2 separate regions of the Mus musculus genome follow, and region 2 is linked to region 1. A link is a contact called in public HiCAR-type data. All regions are on one chromosome and are shown on one strand. Each heading gives the region's core, a stretch centred on a gene start, on an enhancer-like site or on the middle of the called end of the contact. The rest is flanking DNA. Distances are from core to core; before and after follow the strand shown.

Evidence for each region. HiCAR-type assays count read pairs that join an accessible place to other places.
Region 2: a HiCAR-type map of astrocytes shows a contact between it and region 1, with 4 times the contacts expected there. The contact joins the promoter of Fh1 here to the enhancer-like site in region 1. A contact is called at or near these places in 9 of 39 promoter capture datasets (the 3T3-L1 cell line, 3T3-L1-derived adipocytes, the HPC-7 cell line and 5 more), 1 of 484 Hi-C or Micro-C datasets (olfactory sensory neurons), 1 of 115 datasets of contacts at active chromatin or transcription factors (astrocytes) and 1 of 9 other capture datasets (pancreatic islet).

What each region holds. Positions count from the first base shown.
Region 1 is chr1:175,127,053-175,132,094 of GRCm38.p6, reverse strand. The region is part of intron 6 of Rgs7 (regulator of G protein signaling 7); the gene reads left to right. Among named protein-coding and RNA genes, the nearest start is that of Grem2, 210 kb to the right of the region's middle. Within about 2 kb of position 3,399, at least 37 of the 459 cell types and tissues checked have an H3K27ac peak or open chromatin away from gene starts, as enhancers often do. A contact at or near this core is called in astrocytes and neural stem cells, where this site is marked.
Region 2 is chr1:175,623,986-175,628,874 of GRCm38.p6, reverse strand. Fh1 (fumarate hydratase 1) reads left to right here and starts at 3,240. Exons shown (of 10, transcript NM_010209.2): 1 at 3,240-3,424. The coding sequence starts at 3,302.

The sequences.
Region 1 (5,042 bases), core at 2,150-4,649:
CACCTTTCATTGGCCACATTAAGAACACCCTGGAAAATGAGACAATTAGAAAGAATCCTGAATCTGTATTTTGTAGAACACACAGTAAAGATTTCCTAAAACTTACTAAATAATTACATTTGTTCTCAGGCTATTAAGTGTACCATCGTGTTTATAGCATTTGTTGATACTGAACACTCTCTGTTAACTGCTTGTTAGGTGGACAGTCCAGGTTATCCATTTTTTGTTAAGTATGTAATGTCAAGTTCTTGTAAAAGAGCTTTCTCGTTGAGTGAGACATATTTTTTCTAAGGCATTCCAGTGTTCTGCTGTTGTTCTCTATTTCTTCTGTGAAGCTTTGGGAAACTGAAAATATATTGTTTCCTGGATCACCGTGCTGTTCTCTAAACAATAGTACTATACCTCCAGCTAGATTCCTTGGAGGATGAAGCAAGGGTAAGGCTGTCAAAGGCTTCCAAGGCATGCCTCTAATTGAGGTGTATTTTCCAGCTGAGAAACAATAGTCTCTGTGCTTAGATTCAAGATGTACCTGGGGCTACTCACAAGCTGTCACATTCAGTCCTCAGCTCAGACCTCGGGTAAAATACATGCATGTTCTAAAATGGTGGTTACTGTTATTCAATCCCTTTGGACAAAGGAATTGAAAGAAAGGGAGATAAGGAAAGAGAGAGAGAGAGAATATAATGACATCATTTATTTCAACAAAAATGCTCAAAGTTGTAACTGTAGATACACTCCAAAATTATACAGAAAATTAAATCACCTAACCAATACTCTGTGTGTGTGTGTGTGTGTGTGTGTGTGTGTGTGTGTGTGTGTGTGTGTGTGTGTGTGACATAGGAACTATATACATAGAGAAAACAGAAAAGGCTGCAGTAAACCATGCTTGAAGAAATATCACAGCTGTGGTTTAAGCAGAGACTCTATCAAAGAAAGATGAACGCACAGGGAATAGAAATTCAAGGTTATCTTTAGCTACTTAGGGAGTTCAAGACCTGCCCTGGGAAATGTGAGACTACACTAGTAAAAAATTTTCCTTCCTATTACATATGCAAAGAAATATAATAATGCATAGCCTGGAAAATGACAGATAAAACAATAGTAGCCAGACAGAATACATTTTCAAGTTCAAAATAAGATTTTTTCAAATTTAGCATAGTTTCTATAGCATGTAGTTATGCAGCTTAACAGAACAGAATGGTCCATATCTGTAATTTTCCATAGTTTAAGCAAAAACAGTTTTCCCACCATTCATCAATAAAGCTAGACTTTACCTCTTCAGTTAAAACAACCATGGTTTTAATATATTTCTCACTTAAACCATGGTTTTAATACATTTCTCACTTAAAATGGTCCTTGTTGGAGACCTGCTTTGCAAAGTAGAAGCCAGAGCTCCGAAAAAAAGAATCATTCTTTTAATGAACAAGAGCTCAAATTGTTTTCTGTCTCTGGCCCCTGGTCAACAATGCATGAGTTTTCAGTGGTGAGATAAACAGCATCACTCTTCAGATATAAGGAACTGGAGGTAAAAGTACAATAAAGACATGAAAACTCATTACTCTGTATCAGAAATAATGAAGTACAGTGGAAAGAAAGCACTAGATCTGAAAGCCTACCAAGGTCTAGAGAGAAACTAGACTGAATGTCGGGAAAGACCAGAATAGTTATGGAGTCAGTGCCCTGAGAGTAATGGGAGGCATGACTTGAGACCACAGTTGATGAGGAGTCTCACTGAAAAAACCAGCAGTGGTCATGAAGGAAGAGTGAGGTCATGTCTTCGTTAAGATTTCTAGTGCTGTAAAGAGACACCATGATCACGATAAGATATATATTTAATTGAGGCAGGCTTACAGGTCCAGAGGCTTAGTCCATCATTGTCATGGCAGGAAGCATGGCAGCACCCATGCAGATGCCAAGAGTTCTACATCTGGATCAGCAGGAAGAGAGCCTGACGTGGGTTTGTAAAACCTCAAAGCCCATCCCCAGTGACACTCTTCCTCCAACAAGGCCACAGCTCCCAGTGTGGTCACTCACTATGGTCCTATTGGGGGTCATTTTCATTCAAACCACCACAGGTCGTTTAGGATTTGAGGGAAAAGAAAGGGCATTAACCATTACATTTGAATGTACTAGGAATGCTAGCTAAATTTAATATTTGTTTTAAAATTGACGTGGGAGTAAAATTGCATTGCCATGTCTGGGGGTCGGAGGACAACTTGTAAGACCTGGTTCTCCTCCCTCCATGTGGATCCCAGGGGTGGAACTCAGACTATCAGGGTTGGCAGTCACCACCTTTACCCACTGAGCCATCCCATCAACTTGTTCATGAATCTTTAAATGTCACATTAAAAACCATGTCACAGGAAGAAAGAGGTGTGAGAGGGGAGAGAGAGACCAGTGCAAACAAAGGAAAGAATCTGTTGTTCTTCTGTTCGCTTTGTTTGGTTAGAGACTGTCTCATGAGGTCTCTGAGACTGGTGTTAGACACAAGGGCATACAGACCTGATTTTTTTGTGCATAGGTACGTGTGTGTGTGTGTGTGTGTGTGTGTGTGTGTGTGTGTGTACTGTATATGCAGAGTGTATAGAGACTGGTTGTGTTCCTTGGGTGTGCATGTGGATGCCAGAGCTCTGTGTTGGGTTTCTTCCTCTATACCACTATGCCTTATTGTCCTGAGACAGGGTTTCTCACAGAAACAGAAATGTGCAGTTTGAGCTAAGCTGGCTGGCCAGTGAACTTTTGGGATCCCATCTCCACCCACAGTGCTGGTGCTACAAGCACACTATAGACATAGGCCACTTTTATGAGTAGCTGGGGCCAGATCTGCATGTTTGAGCATGTGTGATTTTACCCATTGAGCACCTCCACAAAATCTCCAGGGAAATTCTTATTTTTTTAAAAAGGAGCTATATCCTTCTTTACAATTAAAATAGTAATTTCTGTATATATTTTTTTAAGCTCTCAAAATTTTAAGGTTTAACCTGTATGTCCATTAAACACAGACTGTATTTGAATCTGAAAGCAGACATAAGAAGCAATGACAGACTGAAATACTTTACTTTCCAGGAAGGTCTTCAAAACTGCTCCTTTCTTTTCATACATAGACCGAAAAGAGTGAAGGTGAAGCTGGCAGTGAGCAGACAGAAACACAGAAAGAAGTAAAAGACACACACACACTGCAGAGTCCCTCTCATTTGAATGGAATCAATGGAGCTTGGAGCTAGGAAATGACCCTATGGATATAACTAAGGTTGCTTTTCTCAAGAAACTTGGCAGCTTTAGAGCACTGGATCAAGTCCAAGTAACCTCATTAAAGATTCCCTGTGTATGCATGAGGGCTAGAAATAGAAGCAAGCTCAAAGAGAACCGAGAAAGCCTGTTTGCCTTTTAAGGTTTCTTGGGATTTCAGTGTGGCACTGTAGTAGAAGGTTCCATCCCTAATCTGACCTCAATTCTCCACATGTCAGAGACCCCCAGTTGTTCAGCAGCAGGATTAACAGCCAGTGAAAGGAAGAGAGGAAAGCTATGGATGAATGCTTGAGGGGTTGACCGACAGAAAGCCTGGAGCTCAGCGTGCAGTTCCCCAGTTTCCTGTCACCTGTGTGGTCACCTCACCCAGACAAGTGGGCAAACACTAAAGAAAACCAGAAACAATATGGGAATCTAAGCTTGGTTATATTAAACAAATTTACACTTATAAGAGAAAGCTGCGAAAAGACAGTTTTCTGTTGAATAACCCAAGACAACTGCTTTCTCTACCTTCCCTCTAAGTTCCAAAATGATTGAATCAAAATGTTTTAAATAAAACATGAGCGCTACAGTTTACTTTAAAAATGCTAATTAGTGGCACAGAATAGATTTTATTCATTAAGATATTAGAAGACTAAAGGCTGAAAATAAACTAGTTCTTCATCATTGGTGGCAGATTGTATTAGTCACTGCTTAATTTCTGAGGTCATAGTTTAAGGAATTAAACAGTTGAGCCTTCATTTGAGGAGGTAAGTTTGAATGATAAAAAGTTTTATTACTTATCAAATACTGTTGTAGTTGTTAAAGAAAACTTACTCATGAAACAAATAGTAGAAAATAGAGGAAGACAGAGGAGGAAAGGAAGGGAGGGAGGGGTGTGTGAGGAAAAGAATAGTGGATGTAAGAAAAAGGATGGATGAAAGGGGCTTCAGAGATGGCTCAGTGACAAGAACACTGGCTTCTCTTTCAGAGGACCTGGGCTTGATTCCCCATACACATATAGAGGTTCACAACCATTTCTAACTCTACTTCTAGTTCCAAGGAGCCTGATGCCCTCCTCTGGCACCTGGTATGCATGAGGTGCACAGACACACATGCAGACAAAATTCACAGTCACATAAAATTCAATTAAGAATAAAAAAAATTTACATTAGTCTACCAAAAGAACAAGTATTTTAGTTGGTTTTTAAGTAAAACAAAGTAAGTCAGTTTAAACAGATGATGGCAAGCTAGGTGTGGTAGCACACACCTTTAATTCTAGCTCTCCAGAGGCAGAGGCAGAGGCAGGCAGATGTCTGTGAGTCTGAGGCTAGCCTGGTCTAATTGGAGAGTTTTAGGCCAGGCTGGGTTACATAGCGAGACCTGGACTCAAAAACTAATTAAATAACTAAACGTATGAAATGGTGGACCAACGTGTGCTAGGCAAATATAATACAAGAAGAAAACTAAATTAGCAGTTATAATATTGATCAAATGAAAGATAGTAAATGTAAAGTCATTTGCCTAGTGAAAAATAACAATCCATTGAAATATTTTATAGTAAAGATATATAATATTAAAATTGTTTGAAATATAATAAAACAGTTACAGAAAGATAATGAAAACATTGGGCTTTAACACATCTCTCTCAAGCCAGACTAGCAAAACCCAAAGGAGGGAAAATTCTATCATTCTTGAGAGAAGAGTTTTATGTATGAAAATGTGGCAATATTATAAAATTCAAACTGTGCTATTTTCCACAGACTCCAAATATGTGTGAAGGAAAAACCTTTATTGGGTCATTGTACATATAG
Region 2 (4,889 bases), core at 1,991-4,490, 500 kb before region 1:
GAATTAATTAATACATTTAAATGACCCACTTCTGCAATCCCAGCCCTGGAAACATTGAAGCAATAGGACTGTGAGTTTACAGCCAGCCTGGGTTACATGGTATTTCAATGAAATAAAAATCACAAGAAGAAAGAAAAAGAAATTTTTCTGGAATATTTTATGTGTCTTAGGAGATTGTTGAAAGATATGAATCTACACATATAAAATCCATCATGCAAAATTTCAAAAAGTTAAATTAGGGGTAGGAACTGGATATGTGCTTGAAACAGAAATGAAACCAATGAAAAATAAAATGATAACTCTAATTGGATGAGTAATAACTGAAACTTGTAGAGGTACCAATGTTCAAAGGAATTTAAGATAAAAAACAGCAATATCAATAGACATCCTTGGATCCTGGAGACCCTCAGCAGGTAAGTGTTCTCGTCAATAGTCCTGAAAGCTTCATATTCTGCATCCCCGTACTGCAAGGAGAGAACCAGTTCCCACAAAGTGTCCTCTATCTGTGTACTGTGGCAGAAAACCCCAAACCAAAATCACAACAAAAAGAGTAAATCATTTTTTAAATTCATGAAACAGAATACTATTAAGTCTATAAAAAAGATCATAGCTACTTTTTATTTAAGACCATTTCCAGCACTGAATTAAATTATAGCAGTAGGCTTTAAAATGACTTTTTGTTTGTTTGTTTTGAGACAGGGTCTCATTTTGTAGCCCTGGTTCTCCTGGAGCTGACCATGTAGACCTGCACTAGTCTTTAATGCACAGAAATCTACGTGCCTGTGCCTCTCTGGTGTGCAGACTAAGGTGGTGCACCATCACACCAGGACTGAAATGAAGTTGTAAAGCAATTGTTTGCCTGTTAGTGACTGAAGCAACAAACAAGGGTGGACGGGGAAGGACACTTTTGAAGAAAATAAGCGCCTCTGGGAAGGGGCGGGAGAACGTGGCACTCAAGTTTAGAAATGAATCTTCTATTTCGTTAAGAGTACAGACAAAGCAAATGGTAAGTGTTTGTGTTGCTTTGTGGTAGGAGAGTAGAGAATGGAAACAAAGGACTCATGATTACTTATAAACTAAGCAGAAGACAGGCCTTAGGTCTCAGAAACTCAGAGAAATGGCTGAGCTGTCATTAACATATCAAAGCAATATCTGGGGCTCCTCCCAGCACTTTTCAACCCTTTCCCTCCTCTAAACTTCTGAGAGCTGGGCTTCCACCTGCACAGCTCTTTTCCCTATGTAAGTCAGCCATTTTGGCTACATCATTCTCTTAGCCTATTTATTGGCTTGATTACCTGTCTTGTCTTTGTCAGTAGCTCCTTTCTTGCCCCCATCCCATCCCCTGCCCCCTTTCCTCCCATGGCCTGGTTTCCTCTGCCTGCCTTGTTCAGCTTGGCCTCTTTCCTCTCTCTGCTTTCTCCCTTGTATCTACCATAAAAATCCTCTCCTTACTTTAGGAGTAGTCATGTCCTCCTCCTTTCATTTCAGTTGTTTTTTTCATTCAGCTGGAACCCAGGAGATCCCCCTACACACACACTCACACACACACACACACACACACACACACACACACACTCACACACACTCACACTCAAACACTCACACACACTCACACACACACTCACACACACACTCAAACACTCACACACACACTCACACACGCACTCACACACGCACACACACACTCACATACACTCAAACACTCACACACTCACACACACGCACTCACACACGCACACACACTCACTCACACACACTCACACACACACACTCACACATGCACACAAACACTCACACGCACACTCACACACACACACATATTCACACACACACTCACACACACCCACACACACTCACATACACACATACTCACCACACTCTTGTGGCTGCTCTTTAATGGCAAAAGTGTAACATTTCGGGCAGAAGATACACTGCTTTATATGATTGTACTTTATCTTACTGCTTTGTCTTTTTCCCCTTAACCTAACTTTTAAAGAAAATTTGGTTCTACCTTTCACCAACTACTCTAAAAATTTCTCAGCCATTAGTTGAGAGAGGGAAGAACTAGATACTGAGGTCTGAAAACCCACCGGTACTGGTTTAATTGATTTAGCTCAGCTATTAGTCTTATTCTTACTTATTTTATTTCATTTGTGTTATTTTGAGACAGGGTGGCCTGTATCCCACACTGGCTTCAGACTCCCTGTGTAGCCAAGGATGGCCTTGAACTACTATTCTTCCTACCTGCACTTCTCAAGTGTGAAGATTGCAGGTCAACAGTGCATTTGTGTCAGGCTCACTATGAAGCCAAGGTTATTCTTGAATTCAACTCCTCCCTACCGTGGCATCTAGAGTGCTGAGGCTATAAATTGAAGCCTCTCATTTCCTGAAGAACTTCCTCTTTAACTGTCTTCTGATTCTGCATTAGAAAATTAAAAGAAGAGACACAATTTTTTTTATCAGTTACTCTTTTTCCATTGGCATCATTTAAGCAATGTTTTCCCTAGCCTGTAACCACAAAGAAAATCAGAGATGAAAAATCCCAAGGAATGTGGACACATTATAAATGTTATCAGAGGACATGTTAAAAGACAGAGGAAAAGGCTGGAGAGATGACCCAGTGGTAAAGAGCAGTGACTGCTCTCCCAGGTGTCCTGAGTTCAATTCTCAGCAACCACAGGGTGGCTCACAACCATCACAATAAGAGGGATCTGATGCCCTCTTCTGGTGAGTCTGAAGTCTGCTACAATGTACTCATAGACATAAAATAAATCTTTTAAAAAAATGACAGGAAAATTGACTCCAAAATGACAACTAGGAGCATTGTGGGATAATTGATTACTACTTCCTTGTTTAAAATTTGAGGCACTTTCTAGGAAGATAAGTATTTGAGACACGGATTCATACAGCTGCACGTCATGGGTGGTTGCAGGATAAATATTAACTTGATAACATGTTCTTTCTAGGCTGTCTCACGGACCTAGTACTACAGGCATCTTCAGCCAGTTTCCTGCCTCCTAGCAGCCACATTTGAAGTATTGTCGGAAGATCTGACCTCCCGCCTCTTGTCTTTTCCCATGATTCCTTCCGCACTAGTTTCCCGTGAACCCGAGGACTTCAAACAGCCATACTACAGGCCCAGGGAAGGCAACCCGCCCCATTAGTTATTATTGGCCAGTCATGGTTAGTCCCGTCCTACATGCTCAGGAAGAGGCGTTTGATTGGTTACGAGCGTGGCCGGAATCTGACGTATTAGGGGGCGTGGCTCAGGCTCAGCTTTCCACCCCCGTACAGCAGCACCATGTACCGCGCACTCCGTCTCCTCGCGCGCTCGCGTCGCCTCCTGCGGGTTCCGTCCGCCGGTGCTGCAGTGTCTGGGGAAGCGACCACCCTCCCGCGGTGTGCTCCGAACGTCGCGCGAATGGTGAGCGGGCATCTCGGGACCCGGCCTCCCCGGGGTGACCTTCACGTCAGAGTGTCCCGGGTGTCCCCGCGGGCCGCGCCTGGGCTCGGCGCCGGCCAGCACGCTCACCATCCGCCCCGGACGCGGCCTCCAGCCGAGTGTGTTGGGGCTGCGGGCAGCGCTGAGGGACGCGCTCCTTCCTGCTGGGGAGCCTGAGTGTCAGGGCAGACCTGCCCAATGCCTGAGCTTGCAGAGGCCTTCGGTCCAGGACACCTTCTCTGGGAAAGAGCGTGCACGGAGGCAGAGGGTGGGGGATGCCGGGGTGCAGGAGTAGCCCGAGGAAAGGGGAAGCCCCTTCCTTGTCCAGATCGCAAGCCCTGCTGGCTGGACACAGACAGGATGCTCCCCTAGGCTAGGGTCTGGCTTCTTGGTCCACCAGGGTGCTCTTTCCTGCTTTCAGGCCCTCGAAGTGGATGAAGCCAGTGTGTCTTCTGAACGGAAAGGCTTTGCTTCTTACTAACTTGACTATTTAGCTTGTGAGGTTACATGTGTTCTCTCTCACAACTGGGTGTAAAACTCCGAAATCCATAAATGTGGACCTAGGAACATAAGTACTCGGAAGCATGCCTGAGCAGATTGGATAGGACCGAACAATTGCCCTAACCAAGATTTTGTATTCAGAAAGACAGCTAAAGGAACTTAAGGGGCCAGGTCCAAGGTATGGCATGCTTCGTTAAGCCCCTGTACTGTTTAGAGTTCTTTAGAAAACGAAAAATGCGAGTGTGTATGTACTGTTAGGAAAAGTTTGAGAAATGAATAGTTAGGAAGACCACTCCGAAGTGTAGCATGTCTTCTGTAGTGTGGGGTGTGATTTCAAGTCCTACTGCTGCGTTCAGGCTTTGTCCAGTTTCTACATGTAAAGCTGAGATAATTACAGAGGCTCAGCAAGATAGAACTTGGGGAAAACACTGTGCTTCTTAATTAGACCTCCTTTAGTGTCCTTAAAAGGGCCAAGACGTTCTCTCAACTTCTAGACGCTTGAATGACAACTCTGTACCGTCTTGGGGCTTGGGAGATGACACCAGTGAAGAATCCATCAGGTGGTTCACACCCACCTGTAACATCAGCTTTAGGGGACCTGTAACACACTCTTAATAACCTCGACATATGCGTGTGTGCAAACATACATACACACACACACATATGCACCCATGCACACACAGACACACACTAACATAAATCTTGGAAAGAAGCTATGAAGTCCAGGTTGCTTAAAGTTCCTGGAACTTTGCTCTGGTGATTTTAATGCATTCTAAAATCTCTTTTAAAAAGACTGGGTTTCTTTTTGTTTTAAAGCTTGTTTAGGGGAACAGGAAAATGGAATGAATCTATCATGGCAAATATGAAAATAGCAGTTTCTTGCTTAGGGTTATAGTGTCAGAAAATAGGATCAGTATACTTTTCTTTTTCCATGGTTCCAAGGACA